Regions from separate parts of the Mus musculus genome. Here region 1 is linked to region 2. A link is a contact called in public HiChIP or PLAC-seq data. All regions are on one chromosome and are shown on one strand. Each heading gives the region's core, a stretch centred on a gene start, on an enhancer-like site or on the middle of the called end of the contact. The rest is flanking DNA. Distances are from core to core; before and after follow the strand shown. Region 1 overlaps Sox5 (SRY (sex determining region Y)-box 5). Region 2 overlaps 1700060C16Rik (RIKEN cDNA 1700060C16 gene).

Region 1 (7,516 bases), core at 3,306-5,805, 450 kb before region 2:
GGAAAATGTTTTCAATAAATGTTTTGTTTTGCCCATTGACCACCTTTTAAATCAATATTTAACTGGTGACTAAGGGATTTTGAAGTAAAAATCTGAATAGTGCTTCTAAGAAGACTTTGTTACTGGTTAATTTTGCTTAGTTTCAGTAAAATCAGATGAAACTGGGCAAAATCATGTGCAAAGAGATCTCATGGAATGGAAACATTTTATATAGGCAGAAGGTTATGGTTGATGGATGGGAACCGGAACATAAACCAAGGCCCTGAAACTGACATGCATGTGAGCAATTACATCATGGAGGTGTCTTTACTCCCTGCATTTTCAAAACTTTATATGAAAAATGTCAGTTACAGAACTCTTTATTAACAGGTGAAAGATTTATGTGATCTGAAATGTAGGGAGGGCAGGAGAGAGGATCTGGAAGGACTTGAGGGAGAGGTGGAATATGATCGAAATACAGTTAAATCTTAATTTTGTTTTACATAATAAAAAAGACAATAAAAAAGAAAAAATTATCTCCCTGAAGGAATAGGTGGAAAGGGATGGAGAGATGACTTGGCAGGGAGGAATGCCTGCTGTCCTTGCTGAAGACCCACGTTCAGATCACAGCACTCACGGTGGGTAGCTCATGTCTACATGGGACTGGAGCCAACTCCAGGGCAACCTGACACCTATGACCTTTGCAGACACACACACACACACACACACACACACACACACACACACACACACATGAGGGAGGGAGGGAGAGAGAGAGAGAGAGACAGAGACAGAGAGAGACAGAGAGAGACAGAGACAGAGAGAGAGACAGAGACAGAGAGAGACAGAGAGAGAGAGGGAGAGGGGCAGGGGAAGAGAGGGACAGAGACAGAGTCAGAGACAGAAGGACAGATTAAAATAACTTAAAAATTATGTAAAAAGAAGCTCTGGACTCAGCTTTTTAAAGAACGGAACATAAGATCTCAAATTAAAAACAAACATGCCACCTTTCTTGTAGGACATAGTGTTCTTTTGTTTCCAAAGTCATATTTTGCCCCCAATCACAGCAATGTACGTTATTGTAGGCATGGCGAACATTGTAGTCCTTGTGGCTGGAAAACTATATAGCGAATTGTGGCTTACCTCACTGTTACTGACGTTGTGAGTATTTTGCGAACACTATTATTCTTTAAAATCCAACATAAGGAATTAGTGTGATCTGCTCAATAAAATACTGTCTTTTACTATAGGATTTTCTTCACCCACTTTTCCTGGATAAGCATGCGTCTCACACAATAATAGTACAGAGGCACTGCATTGTGTTTTACATTGATACAGATCCTGGAAATAGCAAAAGGCCTATTTCAGTTTGGGTGTGCAGGCTTGAGTGTGCTGTGTTTATACGCCAGTTAAACATATCTCCACCACCTATTGGAGAGAGTGTTGCATCAATAGCTTGTCTGGCCATCTCCGTGCAGGAGGCAGAGAGGAGGAGTTGCTACCTTCTCCTTCCCTTCCCTTTCCATGGCCTTCTGGAGGGATGTAGCTGGGAAATGTTAGAACGGAATACAGAACTCTCACTGGTCACTGGAGGAAAAGACTTACTTGGACCGAGCGACCCACGGTCGAAAAAGTTCACAAAGATGCCCTGTTACTCATCATATGAAATGTCCTCAGGTGATGTGGGTGTGGCCCATTGTATCACAGTGTCCTTAGGTGATGTGATGTGAAATATCGAGGGACAGTCGCTTCCTTCTTCAAGGCAGATGAAGAGTCTGACTTTCAGGCACGGTAAAGCTGAGGTATTATCAATTCAGACCACGGTATTTGATGAGCATCCAGTAACCAGTAGGACTAGAAGGAGGTATGGAAAAATCAGACTCACAGACATGGACAGGAATTGTAGTTGAAGGTCAGGAGTGGAAAGAGTGTGATAGAGAAGTGTGTGTGTGTGTGTGTGTGTATACATGTGTCCTTATGTGTGTGTGTGTGCCTCTGTGTGTGATGCACATATGTATATCCTTGATGTTGATTCCAGGGTCAAAGCTAGGTATCTTCTTTAGTTACACCCATCTTAGATTTTTATTATTTTTATTAATATTATTGTTAATCACTTTATTCATTTGCATTTCAGATGGTATCCTCCTTCCTTGTTACCCCTCCACACACACACCCAGCCCATCCTCCCACTCCCCTGTCTCCTTTTGCCTCTCTGAGGGTGCTCCCCTACCCACTCACTATCTCTCACTTCACTGCTATAGCATCCTCCAACTCTGGGGCATCAAGGCCATCCTCTGATATATATATATAAAACCATGGATCCCTCTATGTGTACTCTTTGGTTGGTGGTCTAGTTTCTGGAAGCTCTGGGTGGTCTAGTTAGTTGATATTGTTCTTCCTATGGGATTGCAGTCTCGAAGTCTCCTTCAGCTCCTTCTTAGTTTCTGAGAGCATCTCTCATGATCTTAGCCTTTACCTGTTCTGTCCAAGGAACCTCAGGGATCCTTCTGTCTCTACTTCTCTAGCGCCAAGAAATAACCAGAATCATCCAGCATTTCACAGGGTTTCTGGGGATACAAACTAGGGTTCCCATATTTGTATGGCAAGCACCTTATAGATGAAGCCATTTCTCCAGCTACACGGGTAGACCATCTAGAGAGGGGGGCATAGCTGTGTTTCTAGACATTCTTGAGCTGTCTTCAGAAGACTCTCTGAGAATACTGAGAAGGAGAGGAGGATACAAGGGGACGTTGATGGAATGCAGTGTTATAAATTCCGGAACAGAGTGGCTAGGGTAGGAGTGGTTGACAGCACAGCATCCTGTAGTGAGACTTACAAGCAGGTACTCAGTTACCTGGTCAGAACCCAGATTACAGAACAGCAAGGCCGAAAATTACGTGTAAATCAGACTTGGGAGCAAACATTTACTTTTATGGAAAATGGTGTAATGACGCATGATCATAGCAAATCTTATTGTAGAAACAGATATGTGGTATAAATTGTAGCTGACATTTTATTTCCTGGACATCTGAGTCAATGTAGAGATTAAGGTGGACTTGGAGATAGAGATGTTTAGTCCTCAACTGAAGACAATATTGGAGACAAATTACATAGACAACCCGCAGGCAGTTCATGTGTTCTGTTTGGGGACAAAAGCCAAAGGTTCAAAGGTTGGTATGCACTATTGTTGCTGGTTGTATCAGTCACAAACTGAGTATATGTCATAGTGCAACAATTGATTTCTGTACTTGGTTGAGAGATGCCCAGGGCATTATCATGGCAGTCCTCTGGGTATGTCTGTGTGGTGTTTGAAGAGATTAGACTGCAAGGTACTAACCTAAGAAATGGCTCAATCCCTGATAGACTCAAAATGTGGGTAAGGTTTTAAAGTTGTAGTGCTGTGCAAGGAGAGGGATGCTCGGAGAACTCAGGCCACAGGGGTGTGCTTAACTGTGTCTTGTCTTGTCTGGATCACTTCCTACTGATGCTCTGCTCTGTCTGCCATGAGCTACTCAGTTCTCTTCCACCATGCTCTTCCCACCAGGATGGATGCAAGCTCAGAAACTGACCAGAGCACAACCTTCTTCTCTTCCTTCCGTTGCCTGTCTTGGGCATTTTGTCACAGTGACAAGGAAATGGACTCCCATGTGTCCGCTTCATTTGGATGAAGGTCTGCATTAGGAGTCCTCTGACTGAGATGGCGGGAGGAAACTATTTTCTCAGAATTTGTTCTATACCTAGTTGTAGTTGTTTTATGACTTTCCAAGACACTAGCTTTCTTCATTTGATAATTGCCAAGTGAATGCTGGAGACCATTGCCATCGGTTAGAATATGATGATTAGAAAGCTCATTTAATGATCTAAAATATCTGGTTAGTTTCTTCTAAGTGTAAAATATATCAATGAATATTATCTGAATTCAGAAAGAAAAGTGTACTTGATGGTCAAATACTACTCTAATTTAATTTATAAAATTAACTGAAAACTTGTATTTGAATTAATGTTTTCAAAAGTATGGAAACTCTTAGGCATAAAAAATCTATTCTTAGTAAAGTATATTTTTGTGTATATAATATAGGAAATCTTACAGCCTACTATTTGACTGTATCACACCTCTTTCATGTATAAAAGTTACATTCATTTTTGAGAAATCATTTCAGTAGGAATATGGATTCACCCTTTTGGTTTCTAGTGTGTTAGAAAATTAAAAGATGATCATGATTTCCTTTGTCTTTGAAGTGCCGCCACTGAAGTCTGCATGCTATACATGATTGGTGTGGGGATTCACCAAACAGTGGTTGTAGAGCATCACCCATCTCTCTATGCTCCCTTCTTTCCCCTTCTCCCCACCACATTCTCTTCTTTTTCTTTGTGCAGATATTGGAATGGTTCTTCCTGTCTCTTATGGGCAGTTAGTCTGAACCATTGAATTCTGTTGATGTGCTGTCTGTGTGTGTGTGTGTGGGGGGGCATTACCAAACCCCCCAGAGCCAACTGCCAGAGAGGGAGGGACACTCCTTGCTCTTTCCATACAGTGTCTTGGGAGCCGTGACTCAGCAGTTGTGCCTGGCACGGTGCCATGCACCTACAATCCTACCATTCAAGAGGAAGTGGGAGGAGAGGGGGCACATGTTGAGAGTCATCCTTGGCTACAGAGTAAGTTCCAAGCCATCCTTGCCTGCAGATTAGGGCCTTGTCTCATAAAACTAGAGAAAAAAAATAGAGCAAGACTGAATGTAACAACGGTATTGATTTTTCCCCGGAGGGTTTCTCCAAGTGGGCTGAGACTGGGTGAACTGTTTCTTAGCAACAGGACATGCTGATCAATAGGTCCACATTTCAATAGGGTCTCTCAGTAACTTGATGCTTTGTATTAGTATCAGAATGAATTTTATATTCTATAAGGTAGGATGATAATGGTTATACATATTAGGAAGAAAAGCAAGTGTGAATGCTTGCCTCTTCAGAAGGTCTTTCTTTGTTGGGATGGCTTCTGTTGCCAATGCAGTCTGCCATGTGAACATCTGCAGGGCTCTGTCTCTCTGAAGGCCCCACTCTAGAGAAGCATCTAACCTGACAGGTGTGAGAGGAAACCGGCAAGAACAGCATTTTCTGCTTTTCAGCTCTACTCATAGATTAGCGCTCTGGGTACTTCATGCTTTGAATGTGTTTTGCTCCAAGTTCATTTCATTTTGTAAAGTGACAGCTACACTTCCAATCATTGTGCTCAAGTTTTGTAGTTTCCAGTCTTTGTGTCCTTCTGACTTCGTTCTTCGGTTCATCTACCTGACCATGGCTCATTCCCCTATCAGCAAGTTTCATGGAATTCTCCCTGGGTTGGGATATGGAGTGGCCACAGTTTTGTGAAAACTCTGTAGATGTTGGATACCAGAGCTAAACATCATCATAATTCCCCCCATGATTATGCACATTAGATCGCGGTCTGTGTATAAGTCTGTTATTTTGTAAAGGCACTGCTATAGGAGGCCATGTTATAGCTTAATTTAAATTTTGTACTCAATTTCAGTATCACTAGAGTATTGTATTGAAATAATACGATTGAAAATTAATCTAGATTATAACTTATTGTAAAACGCAGTATTTCCATCTTTAAATCTCTACAGATAAAACAAACACTCTGTGTACGTGTGTGTCTGTGTGTGTCTCTGGGTCTATGTGTCTGTGTGTCGGTGTGTCTGTGTATGTGTGTGTGTGTCTGTGTCTGTGTGTATGTGTGTGTGTCTGTATATGTGTGTGTGTGTGTGTGTATGTTTGTGTGTGTCTGTGTGTCCGTGTGTGTGAGAGAGCGTGCGAGCACATGCATGCACCAGGGCATAAATGGAGATGTCAGGAAATAGTCTTTGGTTATTGATTATCACCTTCCCACAGTTTTACACTCCTTGAGCCAGTGCCTCTTTGCTGCTTTGCAGGCCATGCTAGCTGGCCCTTGATCTCCTGGAGCATCTACTGTCTCAGCTTTTTCTATCTGTCCCTAGACGTGTGCTAGGATTCCGATGTCTGTTCTCCCGTGTCTGCTTTGATTTAGGTTCTAGAATTCCAAAGCCTGGCTGTTAGGCTTGTATGGAAAACACTTTTACATATTCTGCTATCTCTAATATATATATATATTTCAGTTTTTATATTCACAGAATTTTATTCAGAAACCAGTATAGTTTTGTACTTTGGTCTTTTAAATCTTCACATGTAAAAAGTATGTTCTTTAATGTTCTGCTCAATAAATAATTTTGTTCACATTAATAATGCTAAGACTATTCTCTTTATTGAATACCTTAAAATGTCTAAAATACTATTAAAAGGGTTTGAACTTTCCCCAGGAATAAGTGTAGCAGCCATTCAGTGTTTACTCAGTGACATTTCTGGTACAAAGTTCAAACACTGTCCTCTTTTTAAAGCAGTCTACTCCATTTTCTTCCACAGGCTGATGCCATGTTATTCCATGTTTGAACCGGTTTCATAATTCTTTTTGGCCATTTTGTAGCATCAGAAAATAGGATGGGTTTTCAATTATTTGTTTTGAACTATTGAGCATCTTACAAAGAGCTCATAGAACAGCCAGGAGTTGTGGCACACATCTGTAACCCCAGCTCACTGTACCTCCAGGTGTTGTAGCACACATCTGTAACCCCAGATCACTGTACCTCCAGGTGTTGTGGCACACATCTGTAACCCCAGCTCACTGCACCTCCAGGTGTTGTGGCTCACATCTGTAATCTCAGCAAAAGGGCCAGGTGTTCAAAGTCTATATAGGAAGTTTGAAGCAAGCTGCAGCTGCAGGAAATCCTATCTTAAGATAATTTTAAAAACCAGTTGTATTAGTTCTTTAAGAATTCCATATATGCTTTATCATATTCAACCTCCTGCCACAGCTCTAACCATATATATATATATATAATCTTTCTGTATCCACCCAAGTTTTTGTGTCCTTTAAAAAAAAAATCAAGACCAGCCCATGCTGGACCAATGTTCTTGAATGTGTAGTCTTCTACAATGTGGTCAACTTATGCAGTCTTAGAGATTGTCTGACCCTCTTCAAATCAGCTAACAATTGCCAAGAGGTTCTCAGGTAGGGATGCAACTTTCTGCCATAGCTTCACCATGCTAGAATTTGGTCTGGCTTCAGCCCGCATGCTTGTACACGCTGTCCTACCTTCTGTGAATTCCTAGGTTGAGCTACCCTGCTGAATGCAGAAGGCACGGTTTCCTTTCGGTCACCTCTGATTCTCTTGCTGTTCTACCCCTCTTCCACAGCGAGCCCTGGGAGGAGGAACTGCTGTATATGTGCTCCGTGTAGGGCTGAGAACTCCACAGGCTCTCATTTTCTGTGCCTCAGCCAGTCGTGGACCTCTATGTTAGTCACAATCTACTGCAATTAAAACAATTGTTTAAGGTCAAACAGAACCAGAGCTGACTGCATTGTTGAGGAAAAATGCTGCTGTGTCGATTCTGCAAGTTTGTTTTCATTTTTCGGTCTTTCAGATCTCCTCGTTTTCCTTAATAAACATTAGAGGAAGGGTTC
Region 2 (7,203 bases), core at 645-3,144:
GAGCTTCCGACACTCGATCAGCAAGGCACAGCTAGTGGACAATCAGCAGGGGATTGTTTTCACATTCCACCCAACGTGCCAAAGCTCACCAAGGCGAGCAGAAGACCATGAAAAAAATAGGTGAGAAAGGACAACCATATCTTCTTATCTTCTAGTTGTATAGTTAAATAGTGTCTGCCATTTTGCTTTTTTGGTGGTCTTAGGCGTGTGTGTGTGTGTGTGTGTGTGTGTGTGTGTGTGTGTGTGTGTGTGTATCAGTGTGTGATGACATTAAAAGAAAAGCGTTAGTGAATGTGGTTGTGCAAGCAATCTCTCTGACTGCTGTCACAGTCTGCCATTTTGACAGCATCAAGGGTCAAATTCAAGGCAGGATTCTGTCTGTAGACTTACTTATTCTGAGTGAGCCTGGAAGTCTATATGACTTCCCTATATGATGGGGTATACTTTTGAATCCATCTGCTCAGGTGCAGTCTGGGATGAGAGTGGGGGTGGTAGAAGACAGTACTTGACACTAATAACATTAAACAGCGAACATCCAGAGTCTGACTCATCTGACCTCACATTTCTTGTCTAACTAACGTCATGCTTAAGCAATGACCTGGGAGGACTCAGAACATGTGCTCTGAGTATGTCTGCCTCACGTTTCTTTTTTGTGATAGTTTTGTGTCTTTGGATAGTGACTCAAACCTCCCTGAAATTCTTAGGAGATGTTAATCTAAGTACATAGAAATCACTGCTGAACAATGTAGAGTGGTCCACACAACCTCAGGAAAAACAGCAGCTAAAATTTGACCTTAAAATAAGTGAATGAAGTAAGCGCCCCTCCCCAAAACTCAGAGTGTAATGAACATAGTGTCTCCCATTCTAGGAGCTAGGAGTGATTTCCATCTCATGAGCTCTCTCTCTCTCTCTCTCTCTCTCTCTCTATATATATATATATATATATATATATATGAAGAAAACTGTTTCCTGCTGATCTTAACTTCTTGCCCACAATTGGTGGGCCATTTCTTAAGCAACTGCTTAAGAAAATCTTAAGAAAACATATGGACTTCCATAGGATCTCTAAGACTTTCAGATGCACCTCCCCCTGCCTCGGCCCCTTCTCCCTGTGCTAGACTGAAGGCACTGTCTTCCCGTCCCCTGCCACCCACCATTTGGGATAAGCCACAACCTGCAACTGGTCTTATGTTTGCTTGAGCCACAAGTGATACGGGTCACACCACATTAGTAAAGTCATCCTCAGAAGATGCTGCACACTCCTCATCCATCCTGCTTCTTCAACGCACATGCACGGAAGTGGTCCATCACACCAACCATGCCTCCACCCACCCTGGTTGTCTTTGTCATCATCTCAGACATATCCGCAGACACAACGGTTCTAGACGTAATTCTGAGGCTTTTTCTTAAAGCCTCATGAACTCTATCAAGTTCACGTTTATATTCAAATAACTTCTAATTCAGTCAAGACCAGCTGTCAGTGCAAGTGAATACAGATCATCAGGCACATCTGGAGATGAGACTCTTCCTGAAGAATTCCACCGCTTCACATGGATGCATTCAGTTCAGATCAAGTTCCTCAACAACGTAACCCCTTCGTTATAGTTAACTCACAGGAGAAGTCAAACTTTTATACCTGAAGGAAAGTACGGATAGATTCTTCTGTTTGATGACCTGTGTTTGCAGCAGTCCTTTCTCCTGGGCCAGATTTTTAGAGGAACGGATAGAACCAGTCTCAATAAATCAACAGGTACATATTTTATTCCTGAGATTAACAGCTGTGGGTTCTGATTGGGAAACTCACCAGGAATCTACCTCTACTACTTCCCTGCCACTAGGGCCAGTTTGGGCCACTCTGGCCTGCTCCTGGCTTCCTCCTGGGCTGTGGACACTGGTGAACAAATATTGCCTGCTTGGACGTGAGGCTGGCTTTGGACTTCTCGCCCCATGGTGCTTCTGACTCAGTCTGACCTTACAGATTCTTGGCCTGAGTTTGTTTGACCTCGGGAACACGCTTATTCATTTCTTTGTTGAGCAACATCTTGGTTTCCAGAGCCTCTGCTGCTGTGACTCACTGCTGGGTGAGAATTCCCGGGAGCCTGGCCACATTTCCAGATACTGCTGACATTGGGCTGATCTATGCTATTTAACCAGCAGCCTCACTTTCCATTCAGTCCCTGCCTGGCTCCACCAGGGTTCTTCAGGGTGTTTCAGTGCAGCTTCCATGCCTGAGAATGTGGACAGGCACCCTGGGGCAAGGGAGCGGTGTCAGGGGTTGATTGGTGGGTCAGGTTTGTTTGCCCTGTGACTTCCCTGGACCTGGAGGGGCTGCCATTTGACTCGTTTTATCTGCTCTCAGAGACAGTGTTTCAGTCTGTATTTCCCTTGTTTAGATGACTTTTGCTCTCCTTTTAGATCACCGATTTTGGTATCGACTTACCTTTATATTTCACCAATTTGCTTATGGATTAATTATACTCCCCTTTCAGGTGTTTGCTTTTTGTTTGCAATTCCCCTTAGCATTAGCAACAGGTCTTGTAGTTTGCTTGCCAGCCTGTAACTTTTTCTTCATCATTACACCTTGGGTGCACATTTTAATTCCCAGGAACTCAATATTCCCACCCATAGAAAGGGAAAATGGCAAAACTCCTTCCCTAACCATCACTTCAGGGTAACAATGGCTGCTGTTAGGATCACGATCAGGATTCAATATTTCCCTGCAGCAAGTTATGATGATTTGGTTTAAAAACATGTGAGTTGGAGAGTTGTCTCAGTGGTTAAGAGCACTGACTGCTCTACCAAAGGTCTTGAGTTCAATTCCCAGCAATCACTTGGTGGCTCGCAACCATCTGTAATGAGATCCCATGCCCTCTTCTGGTGTGTCTGAAGACAGCTACATTGTACTCATATACATAAAATAAATCTTTAAAAATAAAACCAAACATGTTAGTAATCATCATTAAGTCAGTTTATTTAGTCCATACCTGGTGTTTATATTACACACCTACGTGCATTTTGAGATGAGCTTTTTAGGTTTGAGCAGCTTCCCAATAGATTCCATGGTCCACAGAAGGATGTCAAAGCAGGCCTCACAGAGGGACAGAACAACAGGCCGTGAGGAATGAGCACCCAATAGAACGTCTGTCTCATACTTTTTCCTCAGTAGTACATGAAAAAGAAACTCTCTTTTTCCAAACTATCGAATTGTGCATTCTCAAACCTGCTTTAACTGGAATCCTAAGTCTAAATTTTTGATGCATGAGTGCATTCTTGTTTTCTCCAGAAATGAATGTAGCAGGAGCTGGGTGTGGCATTTGGGGGCCATTTTGTTGCAGTAAATCTCCAACCCAAATAAGCCAAGGCAAGGAAAACACAACTCAATTAATATGAATACAAGCTGCAAGCCTAGATTGGGTAGATCTCCCACTACACTACCATCTTCCCCATCTATGAGATCCCTTTTAACTTGCGGTTTCTCCGGGCCATGTGCTTCTGCTCCACTTTCCTTCCACCTCCTCCTCCATCTCTTCTTGATTCCCATCCCTATAAAGCTGTCATTTCAAGGACATGACTCAATCCCCTTTAACAGCAAATGCTCCCAATGGGAAGAGAAAGCTAGTCTGACGGCTTGTTTACCTTTGAAAGTAACTTCTTCACTTTTCCGGAAGCCTAAAGCAATTTTCTCTTGGTGTTTAGACATGAAGAATTCTGCAGGTGCATAAATGTTGTCACCAGTTCCTCTGGAATACTGAAGGCTTTTCGGCCTCCTTGCTTTTTCCTCAGATTTGGATGATTTTCTTTTATTATTTTGATTAACTATTTCTGTACTTTTTCTTTACCTTTTTAGAATCCAATCACCTTCTTGTAATATTTCTTGAAACTGTCTTCAGGTTTTCTAAGTTTTTCCTCTAATAATGTGGACTCATACTTTGCTCTGTGTTTGTGATTATTGCTGCATTAATTTAGCCTCAATACTGATCATCAGCTAAGTTTCCACTCTAGCTAGAATACTGCTCTTCTTTTCTACCTTTGTATTTGATCATGTAAATTAGTGAAAAATAGGTGTTATAAATGAGAGATTTCAGAAAAAATAATTTAGAGGGGATACATTTAATGTTCCAGGAAGACATATACAACTTCAAAAGATAAGAAATTCCAGAATGAGTAGATCAGGAGTTGGGACAAAACAGAGAAAAGAGTCAGTGGAATGAAAATCATGTGAATACAAGTCATTGACTGGCAAAACAATGAGGACAAACAGTGAGAAAAAGAAGCCTTCCAAAGCATTGCAGACTCACGGGAAAATGTCAGAGAGCTTCATTCACTCAGACTGACAAAGGGAAGAACACCGGGAACAAAAGAGAAGAAAAGCTCTGGAGAAATAGCACCCAAGAATTTCCAAAATTAATGAAAGACAACAAAACATAGGTCTAAGAATCTCAGTCACAACGCTGGGGACACGTAGAGGAAGATCAGACCTGCTATTTAGATTGCTTGGAATTATTAAAGATTGAAGTTCTGGAATTCAATAAAGGAAAATACGTCAAATTGAGGGCAAGTCAGCATCAAGCTACAAGAGAAGTATATTCAGAAAATAACAATGGAAGTGGAAGACAGCCAGAAGGTTCTATTTATCTGGATTCACACACACACACACACACACACACACACACACACAAACACACACACACAGAATACACACACTCATGCACATACACTCACATGCACACACATACACTCACATATACACACTCCTGTACACACACACTCATGCACACACGTACACTCATACACAAACACTCATGCACACCCAAGACTTTATCCACTAAGAGAGTCTTTAATAATTGAGATGTTAGAATAAAGTCAGACAAAAGGTAACAGGATTTGTCTCCAGAAAATCTACGTTATGGTGTAGGATTAAAGACCGAAGGTATTCAGAAAGAGCAAACTATTAAATTAAAATCGTGAATCTAAAGAAAGAAATGTCAAAGCATGAACAAGCACTAGGTCAGCACACATACGATTTGTCTTCATATTATCCCAGCATATATAGAATGTAGACATAAGATATACTGCAGATGCATGATTAAATCTCCCTGTGCAACTATTGGCTATTTAAAGTAAGAATTTAAATACCTAAGCCCAAGTTTTACTGTACATACAGACTACAATATATTATAACTAGAATATAAAGAATTGTACTGTAGTAATTGCATAAATGCTTGTGTAAGTTCTAATTTATATGACATAATAAAATACTTGCCAGTGTGGAAGGAATGTTTTAAAGTAAATAAGGAAACAGGAAACCGTGTGTGCGTGTGTATGTGTGTGTGTGTGTGTGTGTGTGTGTGTGTGTGTGTGTATGTGTGTGTGTATGTGTGTGTGCATGTGCGTGTGTGTGTGTGTGCATGTGTGCGTGTGTGTGTGTGTGTATGTGTGCACACACACACACAGTGCTGAAATCAGATGGCATCTAATCAGGCTGGGTAAGGCTCATCCCGCAGACTGTATGTGTCTGCCTAGTTGTTGACTCTACCTGACAATTCTCAATGGGAATTATTAATCAAATGACCTCTCCTTATGACTTAGCCAGCATGACATAGGTGATGTCGTTTAGGACCAAAAATTTATTCGGGTATAGGGGGGCGGGCATACACTTCTAACCTCAGCAAATGGGAGGCTGAGGCAAGAGGCTGGTAAATAACAAACCAGCTTTAGCTACATAGTGAGTTCTGGTCTAGCCCAGGCTATATAGTGAGACATTGTCTCAAAAACAAAAAATGGAAGGAGAATGACAGTACAGGATGGAGGCCATTATAATTGTCTCCCTTCTTCCCTCCCTCCCTCCCTTCCCTCCCTCCCTCCCTGCCCTCCCTCCCTTCCTTCCTTCCTTTCTTTCTTCCTTCCTTTTTGTTTGTTTATATTGTGAGACAGGGTCTCAATATAACCTAAGCTGCTATCAAACTTGGCAGTTGTGTCTTTCTGCTTCAGCCTCCAACGTGCTGGTATTTCTGACTGACAGAACACCTGCTTGCCTCTCTCTCTTGATAGAAGGATTAAGAGGTGGGGAGAGTGTCTTAAGGACCCTTTCTGCAGCATAACTTGGAAAGATACCAAATAGGAAACAGAACAAGGAAGAGAAAGAAACAGGAATCACATATTCTCAAAAATCCCCAGACCTAGGATCTAAAAGCACCAAGGACACCCCCAGGGTCCCACCGTAAGGATTCTCAGGGGCTCCTCTTCCCCTTCCTTGCCCTGGGTGCAGGAGGACAGCAGTACTGGGACCCTCTATGGACTGTGTATTCCAACTCCGTGTCGGGGCCTCTCATCTGTTTCTCACTGTCCGGTGTTCTGGACCTCTGCTGCCCTGTGATCCTCTTAACTCCTTGGATCTGAGATAACTAAGCATCTCTGGGGAGGAGATGAGCCTGCCCACCAGCCAGCCATCTTTCTGGCCATTTCTAGTCAGGAATATTTCACTTCATCCTTTCCCAGTACCCATGCAGTGGAGGCTCGTGGACACAGCCACCAGGCTGCCAGCTCATTTTGCCATTCTCACTCATCAGTACTAATTGTTTTAAAGACAAAAGTCCCGACATGAGCCCAAGTTCGTGTCTTGGATTCTGCTGCTGCCAACATTTGCCTGCCCTGTGCTCTGCCTGCTCTGTATGCCAACCACCTGAAGCCCAGACCTCCAGTTTTGACCTGTTGCCAGAGCCCTGAGACAGCCATGCTGCCATCCTGTTGGCCTTCTCCAGATGCTGGGAACATCTCCAAATCTGCTTCTCTCCTGCTGTATCCATTTTCTCCTTCTTCCAAGGACCAAAGGCCATTTACTTTTCCCTCTGATGGCCTCGGACTCCAATGATCTAAACCTGATGAGTTCCACAAGCTCACTTACCAAAAAAAGGGAACAATTCTCTTCCGCCATAGGTCTGATGTGGCCAATTTGTTTAAAAATCCTACTTGACGGCTATCTTCATTGTCAGCTCTGGTAGAGAGTAGAGAGTGGGGCGGTTAGCATCAGTGTAGAATTCTACCAATGCTTGACAGAGATCTACCAACACATCCTTCCCAAAAGGTTAACAGAGGGGGGAAAGCCCACCCTGGCAATAACATCCTATGGCCCAGCCTGCGTTCCTCTCTGCTTTCTAAAACGGATGCAATGGGACCTCCCGCCACCATGTCTACACACTATGA

The links. HiChIP or PLAC-seq counts read pairs in DNA pulled down with a chosen protein or histone mark.
Region 1: a contact with region 2 is called in an H3K27ac HiChIP or PLAC-seq map of the NIH/3T3 cell line, with 5 times the contacts expected there. The contact joins two enhancer-like sites. A contact is called at or near these places in 2 of 115 datasets of contacts at active chromatin or transcription factors (the NIH/3T3 cell line and fibro-adipogenic progenitors).

Annotation. Positions count from the first base shown.
Region 1 is chr6:144,085,465-144,092,980 of GRCm38.p6, reverse strand. All of the region lies in intron 3 of Sox5 (SRY (sex determining region Y)-box 5), which reads left to right. Among named protein-coding and RNA genes, the nearest start is that of Gm52485, 100 kb to the right of the region's middle. Within about 2 kb of position 4,555, at least 15 of the 459 cell types and tissues checked have an H3K27ac peak or open chromatin away from gene starts, as enhancers often do. A contact at or near this core is called in the NIH/3T3 cell line, where this site is marked.
Region 2 is chr6:143,635,637-143,642,839 of GRCm38.p6, reverse strand. The region is part of intron 1 of 1700060C16Rik (RIKEN cDNA 1700060C16 gene); the gene reads left to right. Among named protein-coding and RNA genes, the nearest start is that of 1700060C16Rik, 12 kb to the left of the region's middle. Within about 2 kb of position 1,894, at least 66 of the 459 cell types and tissues checked have an H3K27ac peak or open chromatin away from gene starts, as enhancers often do. A contact at or near this core is called in the NIH/3T3 cell line, where this site is marked.